Linked DNA regions of Ovis aries: region 2 is linked to region 1. Evidence: chromatin contacts called from public Hi-C data. All regions are on one chromosome and are shown on one strand. Each heading gives the region's core, a stretch centred on a gene start, on an enhancer-like site or on the middle of the called end of the contact. The rest is flanking DNA. Distances are from core to core; before and after follow the strand shown.

Region 1 (6,265 bases), core at 2,044-4,543:
CCCAGAACCAGCTCCGACGGTGCCCCTACCCAGAGCCCTCTGAGGGGAGGCAGAGAGAAGCGGCATGTCCCAGGTGTAGACAGGCTCACACTGTCTCCCTGCTACTTACACAGGACAGGGGGCTAGGGGATGAGAGGGGGCCCAGCAGGACTGCTGTGCGGGGGCCCCGCCTGGGGCTGCCTGAGGCACCAGGATGGCTGGACACACCAAGGCCGTGTGAAGGTGGAGGGGACCATGAGAAGGATCGTGGGGGCCTGTATTCTCTCAGAGAGTGCCCCCTGATGACAGCCGGCAGGGACACTGCACCTCAGTCCTGCAGCCGCAAGGAACTGGGTGCTCACAGCCAAGAAGCACAAGCCCGGGCGCAGGTTCTTCCTCAGGGTGTTTGGATGAGAACTCAGCCCTGCTGACACCTTGATTCCCATCTGTGACTTCCTGAGACCAGAGACCAACCATGCCAGGTAGAATTCTCACCTACCAAACTGTGAGATAGCAAGTGCAGGCTGGGGGCAGGCCGGGGTGAAGCTACTGAAAGTCACTCAGCTTGCAGTGACCTGTCATGCAGCAATAGGAAACACATAGGCTTGGTCACTAAGAGTTTGCAAAGAGGGACCTTCATGGTGCTATTTGGAGACACTAGGTAGTGGGTGGGGGCATTTCAATAGTGGCTACAGTCCCTACCCTGCTCCCTGGAGGCTTCTGAAGGGCCTCCCTTAGGCCCAGCTGTGGCTGCCACCTCCCTGCTAACAGCCTGATCCTTGGCTCGCCAGCTACAGGCTTGCTGTGGGGAACCAGCTTGAAATTATTGGAGGCGGTGGCTTCTGGGCACAGATAGACGGGATCAAAGGCCACAGGTCTGACAGACCCTGTCTGATATGGTCCTGGTCAGTTGGACAAGCAGTCTCCCTCCTGTCTGACTCAGCTAATGACCTGTTTCATCTTGAGGGGACACAGTGATACTTGCCCCGGGTATGCTTGAGGCCAGGATCGAGGAAGCCAGACACGGGCTGGCGGAGACAGGGACATTCCTGAGTCCCGTTCCAGCTTATGGAAACGGCTGCTGGAAACGCGGATTAACTCTGTGGCAGCTGTTTGCACTGATTTATGGCCCCTTCCGGACCCAAAGGCTTGCTGCCCCACTCAGCTCTGACTCCCAAAACGCAGCAGCCTTTTTCATTTTCAAACCATTTAAAAAAATATTTGAAGTGCTCTCTCTGGCCATACACATTCTAAAAGCAGAACAGAAAACGTTAGCTTGGCCCAGTGCAAAGATGAAGCTGCCAGCAACGAAACAGTCCATATTTTAAAACAATGACACATGGGACTTCCCCAGTGGTCCACTAGTTAAGGCTTCACCTTCCAATGCAGGAGGTGCGGGTTCGATCCTTGGTTGGGGAGTTAAGATCTCACATACCTCCTGGCCAAAAAACCGTAACATAACACAGAAGCAACATTGTGACAAATTCAATAAAGACTTTATATATGGTCCACATAAAAAAAATATTAAAAAATGAGACAATATCCTTAATCCCAAAAGTGGCTCTAACCAATGAATAAGAAAAAGACCACCAACCCAACAGAAAAATGGGCAATTTAACGTGAAAATATTCATACCTGGAAGAAATGCAAAGGGCGAACAGACCCATGAAGCAATGTGCAATCTTGTCAATAACAGAAAAAATGTAAATGAAAGTCAGACAGCTATCATTTCTCCAGCAGCCGTGTACAATGGGGCGAAAAATTTGTTCAAACGTTTTGAAGAACAATCCAGCAATATCCACAAGGTGAGAGATGTTTACAGTAGACTTTGGGAAATTCCACTTCTAGGGATTAATTTTACAGAACTCTGCAGAGACCTGCGTTGACTGCAGCTCAGTCGGTTAGAAGAAAAAATCCAAATATAATTGAATAAACTATGATTTTTTTTTCCTATTCACATGCTGAAATATGATGTTGCCATCAAAAAGGGCAGATCAGATCTACTTCTCTTCATTTTTGTGGGCTGACATGGAAAGAAGCCAAGACATATATTCAGTGGAGAAAAAGCAAATTATACGAGAACACATAGGATGCTGTTTCTTTTTTTTTCTTTTCAAAGCACACATGTATTTGCACATGTATGAGAAGGGCCTGGAAGGATGGATTCCATATTTAAGATGGGCGGCCTCTGAGAAGAAAGGAGGGGGATCAACAGGTGTGAGAGTCACCGACAACCAGGGCCCTGCCTGCTGACAAAGGGGACTCAGGGCTAGTTACTGTGCAGGCCTGGGGGAGAGCGGCCTTCCAGTCCAGCAATTCCTGGGGTGTGCTGCGTGGGGCAGGCCTCTTCTCAGAAGCACAACAGAAACAAGGAAGGGGACCCATAACCCACGAGGTGGAAAGGGCTAAACACTGGAGGTGTGGCTCCCCCAGAAAGAGCCCTGGACTGAGCTGGAGGTTCCCTGGCACCAGACCCCAGTCCTGCCGGGTGGGCAGGCCGACACTTGGAGGGCAGGGCAGGTAGCTGTCTCAGGGGTCAGCTCCTCACAAGCCCACTCGCGAGGTGTTGTGTGAAGCATTTTCCTGGCGGGTTCATCCAAAACTCCAGCCTCCTGCACAAAAGCAGGGCTGATCCTGACTCGGAAGCAACGGTCCTCAGGGGCTGCACCGCTCTCCTCTTCGTCCTCCAAGACTCCAGGCCCTCCTACTAACCACCAGCTCTGCCACGTGCCTCCCACCCAAGCCCCGGGCGCCCTGTGGGACCAAGGAGAGGAGGGGAGAGCACCTGGGCGCCAGCTCTGGGCCGCACCCCCTGCAGCGGGCAGGGAGGGCCAGGCCTTCCTCATGCCCCCCGCTGCCACCACCACCCCTACTTGAAGGGAAGGCAACCCCCGCATCACAGATGAGCAGACGACTCAGAAAGGCCCGGTGACTGCCCAGGCCACACGGGGAGGGCTGAGATTTGAGCCCAGGCTTGTCAGTGCCAAACCCTGTTTTTTTCCACTACCATGTGTCACTAACCTCAAAAAGGACAGGACTTTTGTTTCCTCAATAAACTGTAGGAGGCAGAGACTCCATGACCGAAGCAGGGACCCCGTCTGGACAATGCCATCACCTGGACACCAGGGGGCGCCCGGGAGCGGGGCCAGAGAGTCCTCAACCCAAGTAAAGGTGAAGAGAGGCAGTCCATGGAGGGGCCAGGAGCCGGATTCAGGAACCACTGGCCAAGACGATACCTCAAGGCCGTGGGTTCAGATTCCAGCCCTGCACGCAGCAGCTCTGTGGCCTTAGCCAATTAGACTCAAGGGACACCAGTAACCTCACTGCTCTGGGGGGTAACCGCAGTGTCTTTCTCACAGGGGTCATCGTGAGGATTAAATTAGCTAATACAGTGCCTGGCATGCACCCAGTGCTGTCAGGCTCAGCTACCTGAGCGCTGACAAAGTGGCCCCAGAGGAATAGGGACCTGCAAGCCACACAACACAGGGGTTTCAGGCAGACCCGGGGCCTGGGCCTCGACTCCAAGGCCTCTCTCGCTGTCTCCTCTCCCACCAACAGCCCTGTGCAGCTCCCCAAGGGTGGACAGCCAGCCTCCAACCCTGAGTGAGAGCCCCCCGGCTTGACCACACACACCCACCCGAGGCAGCTGCTCTGCAGGGATCATTTTTCTAGGCTCTTCAGCAAGTTATTTTCTCTTTGCTTGGTGTCTAGATTATTCCAATTTAACCTAGCCCCTAAATGGCCTCCAAGATGAGTCCTGATTAAATTCCCACAAAACCCACAAGCAGAGACGCTCGATCTGCAGAGGGCACCCCCTTCCCCGGGGAGGCCCTTCATCCGATGGCCATCTGTCACCCCCCAGAGTATGCGTATGTGGGAGATGCCAGGGGAGCTGCCTTGTACCCACAGCCATCTCGGAAGGGCCTCTGCGCCCTCCACTAGGTGGTCTGAGACCTTCCACCGCCTGCTGCCCCCGGGGCCAAGGACACACACCCACCTCATCAGTCACAGCCCAGCTTTCTCAGCCATCGCTCCAGCCAGTTTAGGAGCCGGCGAGAGCCTTGCCTGGGATTGTGTGGCCTGGGGCGGTAGGGCCAGGCCTTGGGCTCTGGACTTCCGCCTCAAAACCCCAGCCCTGGGCAGCAAAGCAGGTGCCCGTGAGAGACAACGCCTGCAGATGCGAGTCTAGCAATCCTGGCTGGTGACTCAGCCTCCCCACCTCCCCTCAGGCCTGCAGCAGGCAATGTTCAACCTCCAGGAAGCTCCTGTCCTTGGCTTGAACTGGATCCAAGTTCAAGGCCATCTGTGCCTCTGGTAAAGGGTGTGGGTGCAGCCGCACCCAGAAGGCATCATCCATGTGGGAAACCCCAAGAACTCTGGGGTGGGTCCCTCTGTAAGCCTACCGACCTCATGCTGTAATGTTAGCTGGGCACATGGTTGCCCAGAATAAAGACCACAGTTCCCAGTTCCTTTGCACCTCAGTAGGTAACTCAGTTCTGGCCACTGAGATATGAACAGAGCATCACCATAGCTTCCGGAACTTTCCCTTCAAAGATACCCAGAGCTGTTTCCCTTTGCTTCCTCTTTCTTAGTCCCTCTCTATCCTAATGTCTAGATTGTGGGTGTGGCTGGTAGAGTTTCAGCACCACCCTGGACCAGGAGGGGCCACACCAGAAGAACAAAGGGGCTGGGGAAACTTGGGCTTTTACATGAGAGAGAAACGAAGCCCCTCTCATTTAATCCACCCTCCCCCAGGTCTCTACTGTGGCAGCAACTGTCTGTGGGTTTGGGACAGACAGGTCAGAGGCCGAAGGAGCCGGCCTCCCCTGGCAAGCTCTGAATTAGAAATGAACTCTGGGAGCATGGAACTGAGATGGTGTGAACCATGCCGAGGTCCTCAGACAGGTGAGGCTGGGAGCTCCCCACAGCTGATGCTCTGCATGGAGAGGGATGGCCGCCTCAGTCCAGGGCTCTGTCCGCTCTCCCCAGGGGACCCTGCCCACGTGTGTCAGCCCACTGGGCCACCCCCACTGCAGAGCAGGGGACCTTGGTCCCTCCCTGCAGCGCCTCCTCCATACCGCCCTGTCTTCTGTGCCGCCATCCGGGCTCTCTGAGGACAGGGAGAGCCACCTTGGCACAGGGGGGTAGTGACAACTCCCAGGAGCCTCTGCCAAGCCCCTTCTCCCAACACAAAAGCGGTGTCACTTGGACAGCTGCAATTGAGGAACTTAGAAGGTAATTACAGCCCTTTGCTGCAGGGCCTCCAAGAATAGTGGGAGCAGGGTGGGGGCGGCCGGGGATGCACTTCCCAGAGAAGGTGCTCTGCATCTCACAGACGCAGCCTCGCCTTGGAGAACGGGACGTGGGAGCCAGCAGTGAACCGCCCCGGGTGGGCAGGAAAAGGCTCCAGGAAGCCCCAGCCGCTGCCTACCCTCCTGGAAGAACACCAGCCCGGGGCTTGGCGCGCACGATAAGGAAAACCTCGGGTGCAGCGGTCACGGCCCACCCACACAATTCCTGCTGGCCCAGGACCAAGCCGGTCTTGAGACTTGGGTCAACAAGTTCTTGCTGGGCCCTCTAGCGGGACACCCCCGCGCTGACCTCTCTTGTGTTTGACCTGAGTGGGGTCTGTCCTGTGTCCCCACTGGGAGCCAGTCACCCACCCCTCACACCTGTGGGGGTCACCCTCCACAACAGGATACAGGTGATGGTCATCAAGATCCATCCCTAGGCCATGTCTGCACTGCCTGTCTAACATGCATCCTCATCTCACTCACCAGCTCACATACCTTCAAAGGCTGCTCATGAATGGGGTCCCCCACTGCCCGAGGTGTTCCAAGTCCCCCGACCCCTGGCCGGTGGTCCACAAGTTGACACAAGTACCCACTTCAGCTCCTCCCCTGCTCTGCTCACACCTCTGCCCTGTCTGGGAGGCCCAGGCTGTCACCCCCTCAATGCTCGCCCTCCCGAGAGTTAGACCTGCCTCCTGTGCGCCCTGCAGTCTCACGCCCAAACTCACGTGCTCACACACTAGATCCAGGCTCACTTTGACCCCCAGCCCTGTTTCTCTGCTCATAAAAACAGAGACAGACTCTTAAGAGCCAATCCAGTCAGCTCAGCCCTTTCCAGTGTAACAGGAGCAGGAAGAGTGGACCCTACTGCTGGGTGACCCCATGGGCTAAGGCCCAAGCTAAGAGCACTTCAGACATCATCCCAGGTACTCCAACCTTGGGCCCTGTGGATAAACTACTTTTTATCCATCTTACAGAAAACAGGCAAGGTCAGG
Region 2 (6,265 bases), core at 2,665-5,164, 120 kb after region 1:
CAGCCTCCCAGAACCCCCGGCCTAACCTGGGCAAAGAACTTATTAATAAACAAGGCAGCCACATCCTCAGGTGTAAAGGCCTGGGGTCCGGGCTCAGGGAAGCCCTTCACTTTGAATCCAGGTCCTTCATATGGCCTGAGCCTCAGTTTCCCCATTCTGCCACCCTGGGCTGCTGGGAGGATGATGTGAGATGAGGTTCCAGGAAGGAAAGCGTTCGGGTCAGCTGACGTGACGGTAAAGATGGACAGAGGACACATTTTACACCAAAATGCTTCGCGACGTTGTGTGTCTTTCCACCACAGCCTGTACCACAGGTTCAGCTGCAGGAAAGAGGAACGGTGAGACGAGGCGCTGCAGGGCTGACACAGAAAACGTGGACACAGCGAACCAGGTCAGCCAGCACGTCCGCAAGGGCCACCGTGGAGAACCGAGAGCATTTAAAAAAAAAAAAAATCACCCGACATTTTCAACTAACAGCTTTACTTCTCGGCTTCCCCTCTGAAGTCGCTTCTGCGTGCGAGGAAGCCTTGAGGCTGCTCCAGGGTGAGGGGAAGGGGCCGGCAGGTGGGAGGCCGAGGGGACACAAGCAGAGCCATCCCTGTGGAGAGGGGGAGACTCACAGGCAAAAGTCGGGAACGAACAATCCCGCAAGAAACAAGCCAAGTCAAGGCCCATCTGTCAAGGAGCCAGAGGGATGTTCCTTAAGACACAGTGCTTCCACTGCAGGGGGCGCAGGTTCGATCCCCGGTCTGGCAACTGACATCCCACATGTCTTGCTGCGCAGTCAAAAAGTTAGAATTTTTAAAATTAAAAGAAATTAAAATAAAGGAATGTAGGCCCTGAAGGTGTGGGCTACCCTAGAGGCCAACTTGCTGTTAACAGGAAACTCTCAGCTCCCTCCTTCTGGAGCCTCCGAGAGCCCTGGCCTAATGTGGGCAAAGAACTTATTAACCAACAAGGCAGGACCAGGCTGTGAAGGGGCGGCCCTCCCCCCTGCTAAGGTGTCCTGGTGGAACCTGCTCCAACGGTCCACGGTCCACAAACACCTGCAGGGGGCGATGCTCCTTGGAGAGCAGACAGGACGCTTGCTGAGGCCACAGCTGAGGACCGCAAGGAAGAATCTCCGAGACAAAACGGCAGCACTCCCGTGACGATGATGAGGGGGTCCACCCATTCTAGCAGCTGAACAAAAGGAACAGAAGTATGGAGCCTGCCCATCTAGTGCCTGTGAAACAAAGGGGCTGGGCAGACAAGATCTCCCTTCCGGTCCTAAGATTTTTTTTTTTTACAAGGCCTGACATTTGGCTAAACAGCTCATCCCGCTGCGTTCAAGTCATCCTCTCCAGCGCTGATACTGCCCCAAACATTCGCAGCAGGGCCTCAAGCCATTTTCAAACATCTCTGGACTTTTTCACTATGGAACTCGAGGTTGATTCATCACCCATCCAAATGGGAACCCCATGTGACAATGTCCATCCACAGCCCCTCTGGGCCACTGAAACTGCACCAGCATTCACATCACACCCACCAGCGGGCAAAGGACTCTGGCCACTCTAGGTGGGAGTACTTTGCACCCAGTACAGAAACGTGGCCACCAGGGGGCGCCACCCTGAAAGTATCCATAATAAAGGAGAGAAGAAACAGAAAAATTCTTTTCGGTGTTTTCTATTCCTTCCTAAGCTTAAGCGACAAAATAGCTAAAGCTCCCCTGATGAAAACACAAAGTGGGTTTCCTGAGGTTCTCGAATGACCCAGATATTTCCCTTCCTCTCTTTGAAGTCAATATTTTGGCCAGAAGAAGGCAACTAGACTTTGAACGCAATCACTCTTTCAGAGAAATGAACACTCCATGCTGGAGCTTCCCCAGAACGGCTGACATCACAGCTTGCCCTGAACCCCCCAGTGTTTAAGGGCAGGAGGGTCTCTGGGGAGGGAAAGGCAGTCTGCAAGTCCAGCCTGAGGACCCAGCCACGAGTCTCAGTCTCGGTTGGAACTGTGTTGCGAGAGTCTCCTAATTACCAAGCAAAACATACCAACCAGATGACAAGCCTCGTGCTTCAGCTGCAGGCACAGGACGACACAAATAGAGAAAGACCTCAGGAAAAAGGGTGCAAGGTATCAGTGGGGATTTCCCAAGTCTCAGATGACTGCAGGGGGAGCTCGGGCACCTACCACCAAACCAGGTTTCAAGAACACATCAAAGGGGTTTCTGCACATGTCTTCAGTGTCTAGGGCACATCGTCCACATGTGTGTGTTCAAGCGCCCCTTTCTAATGCTGCAAAGTCCTCACACTTCCAAGGCTCTGGCTGCAAGTTCCTCCCCGTTTCCTTGTGAATTCCCCGGTCATTTGGCATGCCCTCCTGAAAATGAAAAGCGTGCTTTCTCCCAGGGAAGCCAGCAGGAGAGAAGGCAGCCAACTCCATACCCAGACCGAGGGATGCGCAACCAGGAGCTGTTTTAGACAAGGTGTGCCCCTCTGGCTGCGGGGAGCAGAGCGCCTGCAGGGCTGGAACAGGCCAAAGAGCAGCAGGCCCTGGGGACAGGCATGAGAGGGGCACAGAGGTGCTGTGCCAGCCTGCACAGGCCAGCTCAGACCAGCCACTCACTCCGTATGCCAGGAGATAAGGAAACTCAATTGTTCAATTCATCATTATGTTTGGTGACCCAAAAGGGACAAAAATGCAAGGGGGGCCCATTTTTGAGAATCAAATCTGCCAAGTGGAGACACGGCATAACAAAAGGTTTTCCACCTGGGGTTTGCAAAAGGCTTGGGAAGCCAGATTCTCTTAGGCTTTCACTGAGAACCGGATTTAACTACGGGCTTCTCAGAGGCAAAGCCACCATAGGAGAACAAGGTGAGGCAAAGCCGACCCAAGACTGGATGCATCTGAAATGGACTAAGAATGTGATCCCATCTTATTAAAACACCTGGAGTCTCCACCACTAAGGAACTGCATGGGGTGGGGGGTGGGGACCTCGAGGGAAGAAGGCCATTCTACACAAGCGTTTACATTCTGCACCAGCCACTCCCTGGCTGTGGGACCCCGGGTCAGGTACCCGACGTCTCTGCGGATGGATTCCCCCCTCTCAGACACGTGGCCCAGAATCACCAACCCAACCAATTCTCAAGGCTGGTGCGAGGCTCTAATGAGACAGCAAATCACCTACACGCCAAGTATTGCTACTCGCTTCAAAGAGGCTTAATCCAGTGACATGCAATGACAGACTCTTGCAAAGAGAGCTGCGCCGGCGGGGCACCTAGTAGGTGGTCCGCAAACACACAAACATGGGTGCCCTCCTCCACGAAGAGAAGGGGGACGAAGGAAGAGGGCCACTCCAGTCCAAAAGTAACCTACAGCCACAGGCAGACAGCGCGGATTCCCCCCATTTCCCTGGTCCCTCTGCCACCTTCAGCAGCGCTCCCATCACGCCCGGGGGAGCCAGGGGTCTCCCCACCCGGGGTCCCTGTGCACCTGAGAGCCCTGGTCCATGCCACACCGCTCGTACTGCCCACCGCTTCCCTCGAACACAGCCAGCGGCCACCACAGCCACCTGGCTACTCGGACTCAGGGTCCCCACGCACCGTTTCTTCCCGTTTCGCTCTAACCTCCGGAAACAGCCCCCCGCCCCCCGAGGCTGAACCTGGGGCTCAGGCCGGGGGTCCCCGGGGGGTAGGGGGGCCGGAGCCCCGTCCCTCCTTACCTGCACAGCTCGGCGAAGGCCTGGAAATTCAGCTTCTTTATTTTCTTCTCGCTCAGCCAGTAGCCAACTCTCTTCCCTTTCAGAAAGGTCTGCATCTTCCTCTTCGGGCGGGGAGCTCGGGTCCGGAGGAAATCGCCCACAGGCCGAGTCTGGCGGCCCGGCGCGCGCCGCGAGCGTGCGGGCACCTCCTCCCGGCGGCGGGGACGCGGAACGGAGCTCCGAGCGCGCAGTCCTGCCGGGAGGGGCGGGCCGGGGCGGGGCGGGCGCCCGGGCGGAGGGAGCGGCGCTCAGCGCGGCATTCCACTGGCTGCCACCGTGCCGGGGGCCGCCCGCGCCGCCGCCGCCCACGCCCCCGCCGCCTGCGGGGCCCCGGGCGCGCAAGTTCGCGAGCGCCGGGCCGGGCCGGGGAGGAGAGGAGGCAGGCCCTCCCTCGCCGGCGCCGCCCTCCCGGCGCTCGGAGCCGAGCCGCACGCCCTCCAGCGGCGGCCACCGACGATCGGCCCCCGCGCTCGGGCTGCGCGCCGCCCCCAAGTCCCTCCTCCCGACCCTCCCTCTGGCTCACGATCGCGGGGGGCCCTCCCGTCCGAGCCCCCGGCGGCGCGTTCGGCCGATCCGAGCCGAGCGCGTGCGCTTCCCGACGCGCTCGGACCCCGGCAGGGCGCACGCGGCCGCCCGCGCCCCCCGCCGTCCTCACCCGCCGCCGCCGCCGCCACTTCCTCCTTGTCCCGGTCCTCGCCCCGGCGCGCGGCACGCCGCCGTCGCCACCGCCGCGCTGACCCGGCCAGCCGGCCCGCTGGACCCCGCCGGGGCGGAGGAAGCGCGAGCGCGTCGGCCGCCAGGGGGCAGCACTGCCCGCCGCCTCTTAAAGGCGCCGCGCCTTTCCCCCCGGGTCTGGTTCTTTGGTGCGTGTTTGTGTGAAAGGCTCAGCGGTGAAGATTGGGGGATGGAGGGAAGCAGGGCTGGATTTAGGGCGATCCTTGCCAAGTGCTTTTACTTTTTAAAGGGACGAGAGGAGTCGCGGTGTGGGCACTCTCTGCCTGTCCTTTCGGAGTGATCGAGCCACTTGAATTTCATTCATCAAAAGCATCTCAGTACCCTGAGCAGTATTCAGCCCCAACTGCAGCAGAGGGCGCGAGAAAAGCGGGGGGCTGGCGGGGGTTGGCGCGGCAGATGCAGACACTCGATGAGATCATCTGTCTTCCCCGGAGGAGACAGACCCAGGCCCAGGATGGGGGCCCCTGGGGTTGGGGACATAAACACCCAGGGGCCTTCTCAGGCTTAAGGAGGTTAACCACTAGACACACTCTGGGTTCCCTCCAATGGAGAAGCAAGGAGGGGAGAAACTAGCAGCTCAAGCATCAGGGTGGCTAGCACCCTTGGTTCCCCTGTAGGGCCCTAGGGGAGCATCCTACCTTCAAAGAGTTTGGGCAAAGTGGAGGCCACCGCAGGAAAAATGAATACGGTGGGGTGGAGTGGAAAGGGTCTCCAATTTTCAGGGAAGACATTTAAGCTGACCTTGGAAAATAAGGATGAGGTTGACAGGCCTGAGAATTGGGGGTGGCTTGAATAGAGGCAGGGAGAACTGGAAGAACCAAGTTGTTAGGGGTGACCAGACTGGAGCCTAAGGGCCTGCCTTCTTCCCCTAATTACAGCTTCCCCATCCCTCTTCCTGCAGGCCTTCCCAGCTGCAACTAGGTGAAGCTTGTCCACACCAGATTCCAGGAGGAAGCACAGAGGTCTTCTGTCTCCACTCTCAGCTAGCTCCACCCTTCACCCATCTCCCCTCCCCTTACACCCTGGCTGGGTGACCTTGCAGGCCACTTAGCCTCTCTGGGCCTCAGGTCCTCCCTGTTACCTTAGGAGGTAAGCCCTGCCTCCTGAAAGCACCTCAGAAGAGCAGCGGCTCTGAGGCCTAGAGCGTGTGGTGTTATGAGAGGGTCTGCGCAGAGTGGGGACAGAAGGGACAATGCTGCTCACTATATTGGGAAGAACAGTCTCTGGCTTCGGAAAGACCTGGCTTGGGGGGGGGGTCCTAGTTCAGTTCCTCCCAGCTTGGACAAGTCACTTAAGTTTTGCCTCTGATCTCCGGGTTGAAAATGTAATGCTTGCCTTAAAAGATTGTGGGGAGGATCAGGACAGGGTATTAGACTGGTCCTTCCAGCAGGTCATCAGAAATGGAGCTTGTTACTGTCTCATCAAGAACGCTTGTTTTTTTTTAATTGAAGTATAATTGACTTGCGGTATTATATTAGCTTCAGGTGTACAACATAATGACTCAATGCCTTATGGAATGATCACCACAATAACTCTAGTTACCATCTGTCACCGCACAAAGTGATTACAATATTATCAGCTGTATTATTACTATATTCCCTGTGCTGTTCATTACAGCCCTGTTACTTATTTATTTTATAGCTAGAAGTTTGTCCCTCTTAATCTCCCTCACCTATTTTGCCCATTCCTGCCCCTCACCCCCACCCCACAACCACAGTTTGTTCTATCTCTGAGTCTGTTTCTAGTTTTGTTCATTTGTGTTTTAGATTCAGCATATAAGTAAAATCA

The links. A called contact is a pair of places that touch in the nucleus more often than the background predicts.
Region 2: a Hi-C map of mixed tissues shows a contact between it and region 1, with 4 times the contacts expected there. The contact joins the promoter of ITPK1 here to the enhancer-like site in region 1. A contact is called at or near these places in 5 of 16 Hi-C or Micro-C datasets (blood, hypothalamus, liver and 2 more).

The regions. Positions count from the first base shown.
Region 1 is chr18:55,452,043-55,458,307 of ARS-UI_Ramb_v3.0, forward strand. All of the region lies in intron 3 of ITPK1 (inositol-tetrakisphosphate 1-kinase), which reads right to left. Among named protein-coding and RNA genes, the nearest start is that of CHGA, 55 kb to the left of the region's middle. Within about 2 kb of position 3,294, at least 18 of the 54 cell types and tissues checked have an H3K27ac peak or open chromatin away from gene starts, as enhancers often do. A contact at or near this core is called in hypothalamus, where this site is marked.
Region 2 is chr18:55,569,514-55,575,778 of ARS-UI_Ramb_v3.0, forward strand. ITPK1 (inositol-tetrakisphosphate 1-kinase) reads right to left here and starts at 3,915. Exons shown (of 9, transcript XM_027957339.2): 1 at 3,704-3,915.